Linked DNA regions of Triticum aestivum: region 1 is linked to region 2. Evidence: chromatin contacts called from public Hi-C data. All regions are on one chromosome and are shown on one strand. Each heading gives the region's core, a stretch centred on a gene start, on an enhancer-like site or on the middle of the called end of the contact. The rest is flanking DNA. Distances are from core to core; before and after follow the strand shown.

Region 1 (6,779 bases), core at 134-2,633, 250 kb before region 2:
AAGACGGTAGCTACAACTCCCTTTCCGATGCAAAATTCCTATTCCTTGGCCTCCAGCTATGAGGAAAACAGCGCTTATCGAGCACAAAGGGCCCAAGAATGACTATTTAAGGATGTGTTCTTGGGCATATATAACCATCTATATCAATATCAATATGCCTCCCAAGTGGGCATAGAATATATTGACAACCTAACCTAATCCACTGAGACAATTAAGATGATTGGCTATAACTTTTTGCAAGAAAAAGGACGGTAAGATGACCACAGAATTGGGTTGAGTTGAGATAAACATATCTACTCAGCGAATCTAATACCGCATTTGCGTTTGTGGCACCTCTTAGGTTGCATCTGAATCACCCTCTTTTTTTTTCTTTCCCCTGGTGTTGATTACAGGAGTTGGAAAGGCCTCAACAATCCTTTACGAAGCAATGAGTATTCAACTACTAGCATGGAATGGAAAAGTTAGAAAAGAATATCATTTCCTTTATAGAGGGACAAGGCAAGAAAAGACGGTGCCCAAGCCCGACCGCAGAAGAAGATTTCAGGAAAGCACCCACTAGGGAAATCCAACAGAGAACCTTGTGTTGATAATTGAGATGAATTGTGATCCAGAAACAGGAGTGAAAAGGATCCCCTTTTCGCAATAAGAAATGGAAGAAAAGAATTCAGTTGGACTCCGAAGCTGAAATCAACAACCTCAACTAAACGGAAGGAAGGAAGGAATTGTCGACGGAAGGAGAAGAGAAGTTGCAGGATAGCAATGGCAAGAGATAATTCTGACGGGCGTGCGCGGCGGAACCCCCCGGATCCCACGAGTCCAGTGCCCCCTCGTCATCAATCAAAAAGAAAAAAGAATCCTCCCCCGGGGCGAGGTAGGTTCATCCAACCCGCCGGACGAACGAACCGATCTCGAAGCGCCAACAACCCACACGGGCACCGAAAGGCAGCCAACCACCCCGCAACAAACAGCAACCCCTGGCGCACGGTCTCACCTTCCTCCGCTGCTGGTGCTGGTGTTGTTGCTGGTCCGGCTGCATCGCTCACCGCCGCTTGTCCACCGGCGAATCAATCCGCATTTGTCACCGCCGGCACGCGCGCGCGAGGGAGAGATCTCTGTCCCCGGGCCGGTATGGCGGGGTGGGCGGATCGACGATGAAACGAGCGCAACCCCAACCCCAGCCTGAACCGGAACGCTCGTGTCTTGTGGCCCGGCTCGCTGCGACTGAGCAACTCGCGGGCGAAGGGGGTGTGAGTTGTTGTGGCGTTGGTTTCGTCCTGTGGCCCGGTGGGGGTGGGGCAACGTGAAGGGCAAACACAAGGAGCTCCGTCTCGTCTCGTTCGTCTGGTGCGAGCGATCGGGTTCGTTCGGCGACTGACTGGTCCTCGGGCAGGCGGGCGGGCGGGCGTTAAAAAGAAGTGCTTGCTTGCTTTCTTTCTTTCTTTTGACAGCCGCGCGGCGGTGGGTCACCATGTGATTGACGATGTGGATGATTTTGTGGAGATCCGTTCCGCTCCGGTTGAGTTTGGAGCGGCGTGGCGTGGTGGCCAGGCATGCGTTTTTCTGGTTTGGCCGGCGCGACGACGGCGACCGGCAAAACCACCTTTCTTTTTTTACTAATATTAACACACTTTTGTTCAGCTTGCGTGCTTATTTTGTGGCGACTTGCATCAATCACATGGCCAGCCACGCCAATATGGGGATGTGCGTGGAACGCAAGTTATTTTTATCTAAACCCAACGGCTTTTCCGCACCTTTTTCTATCCGAACGGAACGGAGTACAGCAGTAAAAATGAGCACTAGGCGGTTCTGTTCGCGTGGGAAGTTTCGTGCGCTGCGCCGGGGCCGTGATACGATAAGAAAGCGCGGTTATCTTATTGGTTGGTGGATCTGGATTTCTTCCATCTCATCTCAACAATATTCATAGCAGCAGGATAAGGTCTCACCGACATACGTACATGACGCCAAATAACCTAATCGGGCCTCGCATGTGCTGTGGTGCTAATCATCCATCTTCTTTTCCTTTCTTCATTTCCTACCCATGTGATCGTCTTTTTATGGGAGGGAATCATCACCAGCATCAGCTCATCCCTCGCCTACTAAAATGCTTCGAATTTATTCAACTTTATCCACTGTCAACAAACCCGGTCGCAAATGTTCCTGCCTGCTTCTCCGTACTTACCTCCGTTTGGGCTTACTAGTTCCTATCGTATTTTGGGTCAAAGTTTAACCATATATTTAAATAGTAAGATGTTAATGCATGTCACAACAAATTACAGTGTTGGATTTATCTTTGAATATCTATTTTCGTTGTGATTTATTGGTCCCTTTCTATTTTGTGCCGGATGTAAATGTAACTATAAAATATGAGTTGTATGTCACAAAATTTTATTGTTTGATTCACATTTGAATCAGGTTTCCAATGATACTATTTTTGTGGTATATAACATACATTTGATAGTTAAATCAATTGTCAAAGTTGTCCAACAATACAATAGGGACTCATAAATCCGGACGGACGTAGTAGTTTGGAATGATATTATTTTTGCAACATATAACTTATATACTATTTTAGTTAAATGTATGGTCAATATGACCCATAATATTAGGAGGACTAGTAAACCTTGATATAGGTAGTATACTAGATAAGATCCATATCATCATGAAGTTTCATTTCAAAATACAGAATGATCACTACCATACCAACTGTACGTGTTAAATTTATTGGAGTACTTTATTTATTTATCTCTCCGGGTATTAGGTCTCGTTGCTGCTCAACAACTCCAATTGACGTCCCAGCTAATTTACGTACCATGCACCACATGATATGAGTTATTATTGTATCACATAATAATGTGTAGCTAGCTTTGCTTCTTATTATTGATGAATGCACTCTTTTAGTTTCTTTAACCGAAAACCGCAAAACAATCGTTCCATATATATAAAGAAAAGTCAAATATGTACAGGCACCCCCTCCCCCCGGCTCTCGCGTCGCACCTCGTGCGCGACTCGAGGGCGACCGAACCCTAGCGCCTCGAGCCCTCCCCCCCCTCCCTCCTTCATGCCGTCGCCTGAGGACTCCGACGGCCTTGCTGTGCGGCCTCCGATGAAGGTGGCGGTGTGGCTCGGCTGCCCTGCCCCGTCGCAGGGGGCTCCAGAAGCGGGGGCAGCGGCGCGAATCTCGTCGGTTGATGGCATCAGGGGAGCTGGCCGTCTCTTCCGGTCGTGTGGGCGGCGGTAGGGCAGCACAGATCCTCCGTGGCTACGGGATGCTCTGCTGGCTCCGCCGGATATGGGTCCTGGCCTCCTCCCCTTGCTACGGTCAGATCTGGCTGTTGGGCGTCGGGTGGCGGGAGCTCTGGAACGGGGGAATCCCATGGTCTACTATGCGTCGACCTCGACGGCGTCGGCGTAGGCTCCTGAGGGCGTGTCGAGCTTCCAATCTCGCCACCCCTCTTCCTCCCTTGCGCTCCTAGGTGAAACCTTGGCCTTTTAGGCTGGACGGCGGCGGCGTTCCAGCGGCGTATTCCTCCTTGGAGGCGTCGTCCTAGGGATGGGCGGAAGTTGCGGTTGTGGTGTTTGGTGGATGGCGGCAACGTTGGTGCATTGCTCTCTAGGCCGCCGATGATGTGGGGGCGAGTTGGTTGGTCCGCAATCCTTCAGCGGTTCTTGTATAGTACCCTCATGGGTTGTTGGCCAGTGTATCGCATCCTCGTGTAGTGGCACGGCATGGACGTAGGGGAGGTTGTGTTTTCTCTCCAACAATGGCCCCTTTGGGGACGACAATATTGGGTTTCTCTCCATGCGGTTTAGCTTCTCCCATCTGCGTTCGTTGGCATCTTTGGTTGGCCTTTGCTCTGCTGCTCTAGCTGCAGTGTGCGCGCCGGCTGTTTGGCTGTGGTTCCTTAGTGTAGGCGATGGCGTTCTGTAGCTTTCCTACCACTACTAGGGAAATGCTTATACACAGGAGCTCACCAGTAGCGCTTGTTCAAGGAAAACGCTGATGCTATATAGCAGTAGCGCTTGAGCAGAACGGGCGATGGTACTATGATGCTATATAGCAGTAGGCCCATTAACCCCCTGGGGGGGTCCGGTAACCCCCCGGTACTCCGGTAAAATCCCGATTTCACCCGGAACGATTCTGATATCCAAATACAGGCTTCCAATATATCAATCTTTACGCCTCGACCATTTTGAGACTCCTCGTCATGTCCGTGATCACATCCGGGACTGCGAACAACCTTCGGTACATCAAAAACTATAAACTCATAATATAACTATCATCGTAACGTTAAGCGTGCGGACCCTACGGGTTAAAGAACTATGTAGACATGACCTAGAAAAATTTCCGGTCAATAACCAATAGCGGAACCTGGATGCTCATATTGGCTCCTACATATTCTACGAAGATCTTTATCGGTCAAACCGCATAACAACATATGTTGTTCCCTTTGTCATCGGTATGTTACTTGCTCGAGATTCGATCGTCGGTATCCAATACCTAGTTCAATCTCGTTACCAGCAAGTCTCTTTACTCGTTACGTAATACATCATCCCGCAACTAACTCATTAGTTGCAATGCTTGCAAGGCTTATAGTGATGTGTATTACCGAGTGGGCCTAGAGATACCTCTCTGACAATCGGAGTGACAAATCCTAATCTCGAAATACACCAACCCAACATGTACCTTCGGAGACACCTGTAGAGCTCATTTATAATCACCCAGTTACGTTGTGACGTTTGGTAGCACACAAAGTGTTCCTCCGGTAAACGGGAGTTGCATAATCTCATAGTCATAGGAACATGTATAAGTCATGAAGAAAGCAGTAGCAAGATACTAAACGATCAAGTGCTAAGGCTAACGGAATGGGTCAAGTCAATCACATCATTCTCCTAATGATGTGATCCCGTTAATCAAATGACAACTCTTTGTCCATGGCTAGGAAACATAACCATCTTTGATTAATGAGCTAGTCAAGTAGAGGCATACTAGTGACACTCAGTTTGTCTATGTATTCACATATGCATCATGTTTCCGGTTAATACAATTCTAGCATGAATAATAAACATTTATCATGAAATAAGGAAATAAATAATAACTTTATTATTGCCTCTAGGGCATATTTCCTTCAGTCTCCCACTTGCACTAGAGTCAATAATCTAGTTCACATCATCATGTGATTTAACACCAATATTCATATCTGTATATGATTAACACCTATAGTTCACATCGTCATGTGACCAACACCCAAAGGGTTTACTAGAGTCAATAATCTAGTTCACATTGCTATGTGATTAACACCCAAAGAGTACTAAGGTGTGATCATGTTTTGCTCGTGAGAGAAGTTTAGTCAATGGGTCTGTCACATTCAGAGCCGTATGTATTTTGCAAATATTCTATGTCTACAATGCTCTGCACGGAGCTACTCTAGCTAATTGCTCCCACTTTCAATATGTATCCAGATTGAGACTTAGAGTCATCTGGATCAGTGTAAAAGCTTGCACCGATGTAACTCTTTACGACGGGCTCTTTTATCATCTCCATAATCGAAAAATATTTCCTTAGTCCTCACTAAGGATATTCTTGACCGTTGTCCAGTGATCTACTCTTAGATCACTATTGTACTCCCTTGCTAAAATAGGCAGAGTATACAATAGATCTGGTCCATAGCATGGCATACTTTTATAGAACCTATGGCTGATGCATAGGAAATGACTTTCATTCTCTTTATATTTTCTGTCGTGGTCGGGATTTGAGTCTTACTCAATTCCATACCTTTGCAACATAGGCAAGAACTCTTTCTTTGACTGTTCCATTTTGAATTGCTTCAAAATCTTGTCAAGGTATGTACTCATTGAAAATCTTATCAAGCGTCTTGATCTATCTCAATAGATCTTAATGCTCAATATGTAAGTAGCTTTACTGAGGTCTTTATTTGAAAAACTCCTTTCAAACACTCCTTTATGCTTTCCAGAAAATTCTACATTATTTTTGATCAAAAATATGTCATTCACATATACTTATCAGAAAGGTTGTAGTGCTCCCACTCACTTTCTTGTAAATACAGGCCTTTCCAAAAGTCTGCATAAAACCATATGCTTTGATCAACTCATCAAAGTGTATATTCCAACTCCGAGATGCTTGCACCAGTCCATTGATGGATTGCTGGAGCTTGCACACTTTGTTAGCACCTTTAGGATTGACAAAACCTTCTGGTTGCATCATATACAACTCTTCTTTAATAAATCCATAAAGAAATGTAGTTTTGACATCCATTTGCCAGATTTCATAAAATGTGGCAATTGCTAACATGATTCTGATAGACTTAAGCATCGTTACGAGTGAGAAAATCTCATTATATTCAACACCTTGAACTTGTCGAAAACCTTTCGCAACAAGTCGAGCTTAGTAGATAGTAACACTACTATCAGTGTCCGTCTTCCTCTTGAAGATCCATTTATTTAACATGGCTTGCTGATCATCGAGGAAGTCAATCAAAGTCCATACTTTGTTCTCATACATGGATCATATCTCAGGTTTTATGGCCTCAAGACATTTCGCGGAATCTGGGCTCACTATCGCTTCCTCATAGTTCGTAGGTTCATCATGGTCTAGTAACATGACTTCCAAAACATGATTACCGTACCACTCTGGTGTGGATCTTACTCTGGAAGACCTATGAGGTTTGGTAGCAACTTGATCTGAAGTTTCATGATCATCATCATTAACTTCCTCACTAATTGGTGTAGGAATCACTGGAACTGATTTCTGTGATGAACTA
Region 2 (6,588 bases), core at 1,856-4,355:
TGACCAAGACGACTCACTGGTCAATAATCAATAGCGGGACCTGGATTCCCATATTGATTCCTACATATTCTACAAAGATCTTTATCGGTCGAACCTTTATGACAACATACGTAATTCCCTTTGTCTGTTGGTATGTTACTTGCCCGAGATTCGATCATCGATATCTCCATACCTAGTTCAATCTTGTTACCGGCAAGTCTCTTTACTCGTTCTGTAATACATCATATCGTAACTAACTCCTTAGTCACTTTGCTTGCAAGCTTCTTATGATGTTTATTACCGAAAGGGCCCAGAGGTACCTCTCCAATACACGGAGTGAGAAATCGCAATCTCGATTCACGTCAACTCAACAGACACCTTCGGAGATACCTGTAGAGCATCTTTTTAATCATCTAGTTACATTGTGATGTTTGATAGCACACAAGGAATTCCTTTGGTATCCGGGAGTTGCATGATCTCATGGTCAAAGGAACATGCATTTGACATTAAGAAAGCACTAGCAATAAACTGAACGATCATATGCTAAGCTAACGGATGGGTCTTATCCATTACATCATTCTCCTAATGATGTGATCCCGTTATCAAATGACAACTCATGTCTATGGTTAGGAAACCTTAGCCATCTTTTGATCAATGAGCTAGTCTAGTAGAGGCTCACTAGGGACACGGTATTTTTTTATGTATCCACACATGTATTTAAGTTTCCGGTCAATACAATTCTAGCATGAATAATAAACCTTTATCATGAATAAGGAAATATAATAATAACAACTTTATTATTGCCTCTAGGGCATATTTCCATCACTACATCCACGAACTTTTACACGCACTATACAGATCTTTTCTAACTAAATCTCCCCCCTTTAATTTCATGGGGTGCGCCCTTATTCTCCTTATTTTCCATCTTGAACCTACACCGGTGTCCGATAACTCTGTAAAAAATCAGTTGTCTTGTGTCGGTGCAAGGAGCTTTGGCAGCCTGGGCGGCGGCCTGCAATGGAGACGGCAGCGTCGATCTCTCTGGTGGATGGCTCTCTCAGGTGTTGATCGTCCCTTCCGGCAGCCTGGGTGGCATGAGGGCGGCAAGGGTTCGTTACAACAACGGGTGGCTTTGATGGTCTCTTTTGGTCTCGGCCTCCTTCCTCCTCAATGTGGTCCTCACTCGCCGATCTAGTTGCGGCTCTGGCTTTTGAGGGTGGGGTGGTGGGCTCTTTGGAAAGGGGGAAACCCTTCGCATCGACCTCGACATCGGCGACGCTTCGTGTAGAAGTGCATGCTCTAGCCAATGTAATCAAAAGACCGATCTATGGGAGAGGGTCCGACATTATACTCCAACACCCCCCCCCCTCACCTCTATGCTCCTTTAAAGTTTATGACGTGGGCAGCGAAAGCGGGGGTAGGCCACAATGATTTATTGCGTTTACTAGGTTTTGAACCCTAAACCTCTTGGTTGTAATTTTATGCACTTAACCAGTTCACCCATCAAATCGATCTGATGTAAGAGACTAGACAATACATTTATACGTCAACACTCCCCCAAGTGTGGCTCCCTCATGTCTAAACATGGACCGAAAGTGGGCTGCAATTTAATTGCGCCAGTCGGGTCTTGAACTCAAGATCTCTTGGCTCTAATACCATCTAGAAGTGCATGCTCTAGCCAATGCAGCCAAAAGATCGATGTGATGGGAGAGGGTCGGACATTATACTCTAACACTCTGGTGTCGTGCTCCCTCTCGAGGGAGTGTTGAGCTTCCATGTCCGCCCCTCCCCTTTCCTGCTCCCGGGTGAAAGCCTTGGCGAGACAACGACGGCGCTCTGGCGTCTCAGCCCTTCCTGGAAGCGTTGTTCTAGGGAAGGATGGGGGTCGTGGTCCCGCTGCGAGGTGGTTATTGGCGGTGGCGTTACTTTGCTCTCCTGCTCAACGTAATTGGTAGTGGCAAGCTGGTCCTCCTACATCCTTTAGCGACTCCCTGCCTTTGCTTGCCTGCAGGCTGCCTGGTGTGTCGGTGTCCACGTGTTGTGGCATGTTCTGAACTAAGGGGGAATGTGGACTTCCCTCCAGCATTGGCCCGAGGAGGCGGGTAGCTAAGTCAACATTTTTCAACAAGCGGCCTGGCTCATCTCGCTCCCATCGATCTACTGTTATCTGGATGCAGTTGCTCTGTTGTTCTGCTTGCGTCGAGTACTCCGGTGGCTTGATCTTGGTTTCACCTAGTGCTATGCTTGGTGTCACTTTGCTCATGCTTGGTCGTTAGCGTGTTTTGATTGTATTTTTCCAGTTTTTGTCAAGCCTTTGGCCTTTGTATTCAACATCATTGCATTCTAGACAACTGATGGCTTCACTAATTTGAAATCGGGCATTCTTGCCTTTTCTTTAAAAGAAAAAGTTAAAACGGCATAGATCTTCACCAACCTTGCCCGCTTGTGTTTGTGTTCCAGGAGCAAAACCTAGCTTGTGTTGAGCCGCTGTGGATTCTCTGCCTTGCTGTGGCAAAGTCAGAGAGGAACAATGCCTCTACCTTTTCCCAACTTTTAGTCGCTGGATCGAGAACGGACCGTCCAGATCTGGCGCAACAGGACCACTGAAAAGTGATATGAACAGTGCATGCGCTACAGTGTTGTATGAACAGTGCACACGCTACAGTGATTCGCTCGATCTGGACTGCCAGCTTTTGATCCAATGGCTCTCCCGGCTAAGGTAGAGGCGGCCTTGCCGAAGAGAAGTAAGAGGATCCGCGCCCGTGTTGAGCATGTTGGGCTCTGACCGAGTTCTTTTGGGCAACTAGCCGGGGGAGGTGGCTCCGAGTCCGAACCCAGCTCCCGTACATGTCACATGTGCGCGCAGGAACCGGACAAATTGATCGGACGAGCTGTCGCTTTTACTCGAAAAGGCAACGTCGCCGTCCGCTGCCCCACCCGGGCCGTGCGTTCGCCGTCGGTTGGTTCGTCGTGACCCACGGCCCGGACACGAGCGTTTCTTCTTTTCTAAACGTTGCGCTCACCGTTGATCCGCAGGCGACGCCACACGAGAAGGCGACGTACCGCGCGCTTGCTTGACCGCCGCGGTCTCTCAGGCAGGCACGGACGCCGTGAGCACGAGGCGAAACCGACTGAGGGGCGTCTAGTCTATTGCAGCTAGATACAGCGAGCGAAGCCTGCAGAGCACGACCCGCGGCTTGGAAGTGGGTGGCACCCCCACTTGCATACATTGGGGCAGACGGGCGAGCCATGCGCTGCATCCAGCCATCCATCGGTGTCTGCTCGTCGTTACTCGGAGCGACAGGGACGACAGGCCGCAGCTGTCTCGGTGAAGCGAAGGCAGTGTCAGAGACTTGGCCGCGGTTCTACTCCGTCCAAACGGGAAACGGCAGCTGGTGTTGGCTGGTAGGCCAGTGACGGATAGAGTGCCGTCGCTTCTCTACTGGAGTACGAGTAGCTTTTGAGCTGAATTTACGTGAGTAATTGTGCTGATGTGTGACTTCTCGCAAAGTCTCGAATGGCCGATTGCATGGAACAAGGCAGCCAAATTTAACCAGACACCAGGCGGTTTACGGCGTGTTTTCAGAGATACTAGCAAATCCGGCCCCTCAAATCGGGCACTGCCCAGTCACACCTCAAATTTCCTTTCTCATGATCGGACACCTTAATTAGTATACCTCAAATTCATACAAACTCATGCAACTACGTAAATGATGTATTACACACATTGTTCGACTACTACATTAGAACATGCTATTGGACTACCAAAAATTTTCATGTTTAACCTACATGCTACATATGGAGAAAATCATCCGCGGCTGCCATTGCCCTTCCCAGCGTCGTTGTCGTCCTTCTCGCGGAAGTAGCGGTCAAAGACATAGTAGGGATTTAGTCGAATCTGCCCGTCGCCGTAGCTGTCTGACCCGACGTTGTCCTCCTTCTCCTTGGGGGTAGTCCGACCATGGCATGGACCGCCCGATTCTGCTCTCGAGCGAGGTCATGTGTATTTCTCCACCGTCGCTTCTTACAATGCAGGCGCAGATGGCTTCCTCCTCTGCAGCCGCCCGCACCGTCGCATCAGCCGCCTCCGCTGGCCTCATCATCTCCTTCTCACGGCGGGCACACTGGTCTTGGTAGCACTCATACTTCGGCAGACCAGTGATGGGAAAAGGGAGATTGGTAGGCTCTCAGGAGGACCGTGATGATCCTATCCCGGCGGATCCGAGCGCCCATGTGTCGACGCTATTGACTTGCGCCAAACAGAGCCCGCCGTCGGTCCGGTGATGTCCTCCCGGGAGCAGCGGAGTGCAATGCGGATGACCATTGCCTTCTCCAACCCGCATGGGACGACACCCGAGTCGACTGATCTGGACTGGCCAGAGTCAGATCCGCTGCCCAACATGTCGGAGATCGCCGGACGGGAGCTTGGGTGGCAGAGTGAAGTGGAGTGGCTAGGGTTTGGTCCGGGGATGGGATGGGGATGAATATATGTGGGGTCGGGTGGGCTAGCGTGGGCCAGGTCCGACGTAGTAGACACGCCCGGTCGCGCCCAGGCCTCCCCAGATATGCCCCATATTTGGGTTGGATATAGGGGTGTCGGTCAGCCTGACGTTTGAAGCTGGTTTCAGGCGTCCATCTTGGTTGGGTTTGTCTGACAGGTCACTGACCGGTCCGTCCGCCCAGGTGTATGAGAGGGTTTGAGACGCTCGGCCGTTGATGCTCTTATATTGGAGAAACTAAAGTTTTGTAAAGCTATGATTTTTATTAGATCCTAACACCAGAAAGTATTTTTTAAAACTATGGTATCAAGAGAAAACTCAAAAGAAAAACATCCAAATATGTTAAGTAATTCCAGTGAAATCTTCTGTGTATAATTGTAGCATGTTTACACCAATGCAATTTACTAACGCATATAATGTGAATTGTTTATGTATTTCAATAATAAAGTGCATTTCTTCATGCAAAGGGGTCTGAATTTCTATTTACTTAACATAGATACTAGCATCGCCCGCATGTGCGCACCAAGCGAAAATTGGTTCTATATAGCACCCTTGATAGGTTGAGTTCAAGAACAACAAGCACCAACTTTCTTAATAGACCCTGCAATTGTTGAACAACACATGTGCAAGACAGACACACAAAACCTAAATAGAGATAAAATCAGTGTGCATTAATTTTCTCAAGCACCAAACAAGTGCTGCATATGGCATGTTTGTCGACTCTATTCCGGGAGTAAGCCACACCATCAAGCTCTTGACTGATAGTCAGCTCCAAACACTAGATCATTTTGTAGAGACCTTATGCATTCATGTAATACAATAATTGCAGGAACAGGTGGAATTTTCTCTTCAATAATGCAACTTGCGCAAAGCACTCTTGGACAGGCGTACTACTTAAAGTACTCCCAATAATTCCCGTATGATAATGGACAATGTACTATTTAACCCAAGAGACCCCACGCATGCCTATGTCAGTGATGCTTGGATATGTTGATTCTGCTGGTCATAGTGGGGAGCATATGGAGAGAGGCGACGGTGCGGACGGGCTCGTGCGCTCCTGCTAGCTGGCGCGAACGGAGCGACGACACGTTGGGTACTGTATTAAATGCGGTTGTATGTATACAGCGCCATTACGTACGTTCGCAAACTACATGCGGAAACGGAGACGTCCAACATAACCGGTAAATATCGGTCCAGGATAGTTATGTTCTGTTGGTACAGGTGGTAAGTACTGTTCATGGGAAACTCCGTCTGGTGCGTCTGTTATACACAAGCGCCGCGTGCGAGATGGATGAGTGATTACTACAATGTGGGCCATCGTCACCCGACCGACGCTGAAAAGTAAAATCAGATCTGTCTTCTCCCCGGTGGTGCCTGACGGTAGACGAATTTGAAACTGCATGGGACCAGCTGATTGAGACTGCATGTGTGCGTACGAGTTCAGAGATGTCTGCAGCTCAGTCGATCGGGTACTCTGCTGGGCAGGTGTCTTCAAGTTCTGCTTCGTTTGGCATTCCACTCGTTGACCAACGAGAGCAGCCAACAAGCAGTGATCCATAGCATGAAGTTTTCTCCCGCAGATCCTCTTTGATCGCGGTATGTACATATCATCTTTGCTATTGCTGTTCTGTTGTTCCCCCTTCTCATGTTCTAGCAGTAAGAATGCAGATCTGAATTTTTTTAACTCGTGCATGCAGGCTTCAGTTCATGGCAGGGCTAATGGCGTGTCAATGGCGGATGGAGATCTGAAAGAAGAACCTGAAGTCCATATCTCGTCTTTCAGCTGTGGAGGAGGTGGCTACATATGTTACAAAAGACCATATTTTTGCTGACGGTCATGACTCCACAAACGCAAGCAGCTGCTGCGAGTCAACTACCAAAGTCGCTCGTGGATCCACCACCGACGACGACGATGATGGCGCCACAGATTTTTTGTCGAAAAAGACCCCCTGCCCAACGGAATTGTCAAAAAAGACCCTCTCCGGATGAAATTGACAAAAAAGACACCCTCGGTCGTGGCGGCAGGCGCGCCAGGCGACACGTGGCACCTGCCGCCACGGTGCCAGGCGGCAGCGCCTGCCGTGAGCCGGCGAGGCAGCAGCCTTCAAGT

What was found. Hi-C and Micro-C count contacts between places; a contact is called where the count stands out from the background.
Region 1: a Hi-C map of leaf shows a contact between it and region 2, with 5 times the contacts expected there. The contact joins the promoter of LOC123070292 here to the enhancer-like site in region 2. A contact is called at or near these places in 4 of 5 Hi-C or Micro-C datasets (leaf and an unstated tissue).

Annotation. Positions count from the first base shown.
Region 1 is chr3B:448,096,925-448,103,703 of IWGSC CS RefSeq v2.1, reverse strand. It overlaps LOC123070292 (mitogen-activated protein kinase 8), which reads right to left and starts at 1,383. Exons shown (of 11, transcript XM_044493428.1): 1 at 992-1,383. The coding sequence starts at 1,036.
Region 2 is chr3B:447,852,143-447,858,730 of IWGSC CS RefSeq v2.1, reverse strand. No RefSeq gene overlaps it. Among protein-coding and RNA genes, the nearest start is that of LOC123070290, 60 kb to the right of the region's middle. Within about 2 kb of position 3,105, at least 4 of the 8 cell types and tissues checked have an H3K27ac peak or open chromatin away from gene starts, as enhancers often do. A contact at or near this core is called in leaf, where this site is marked.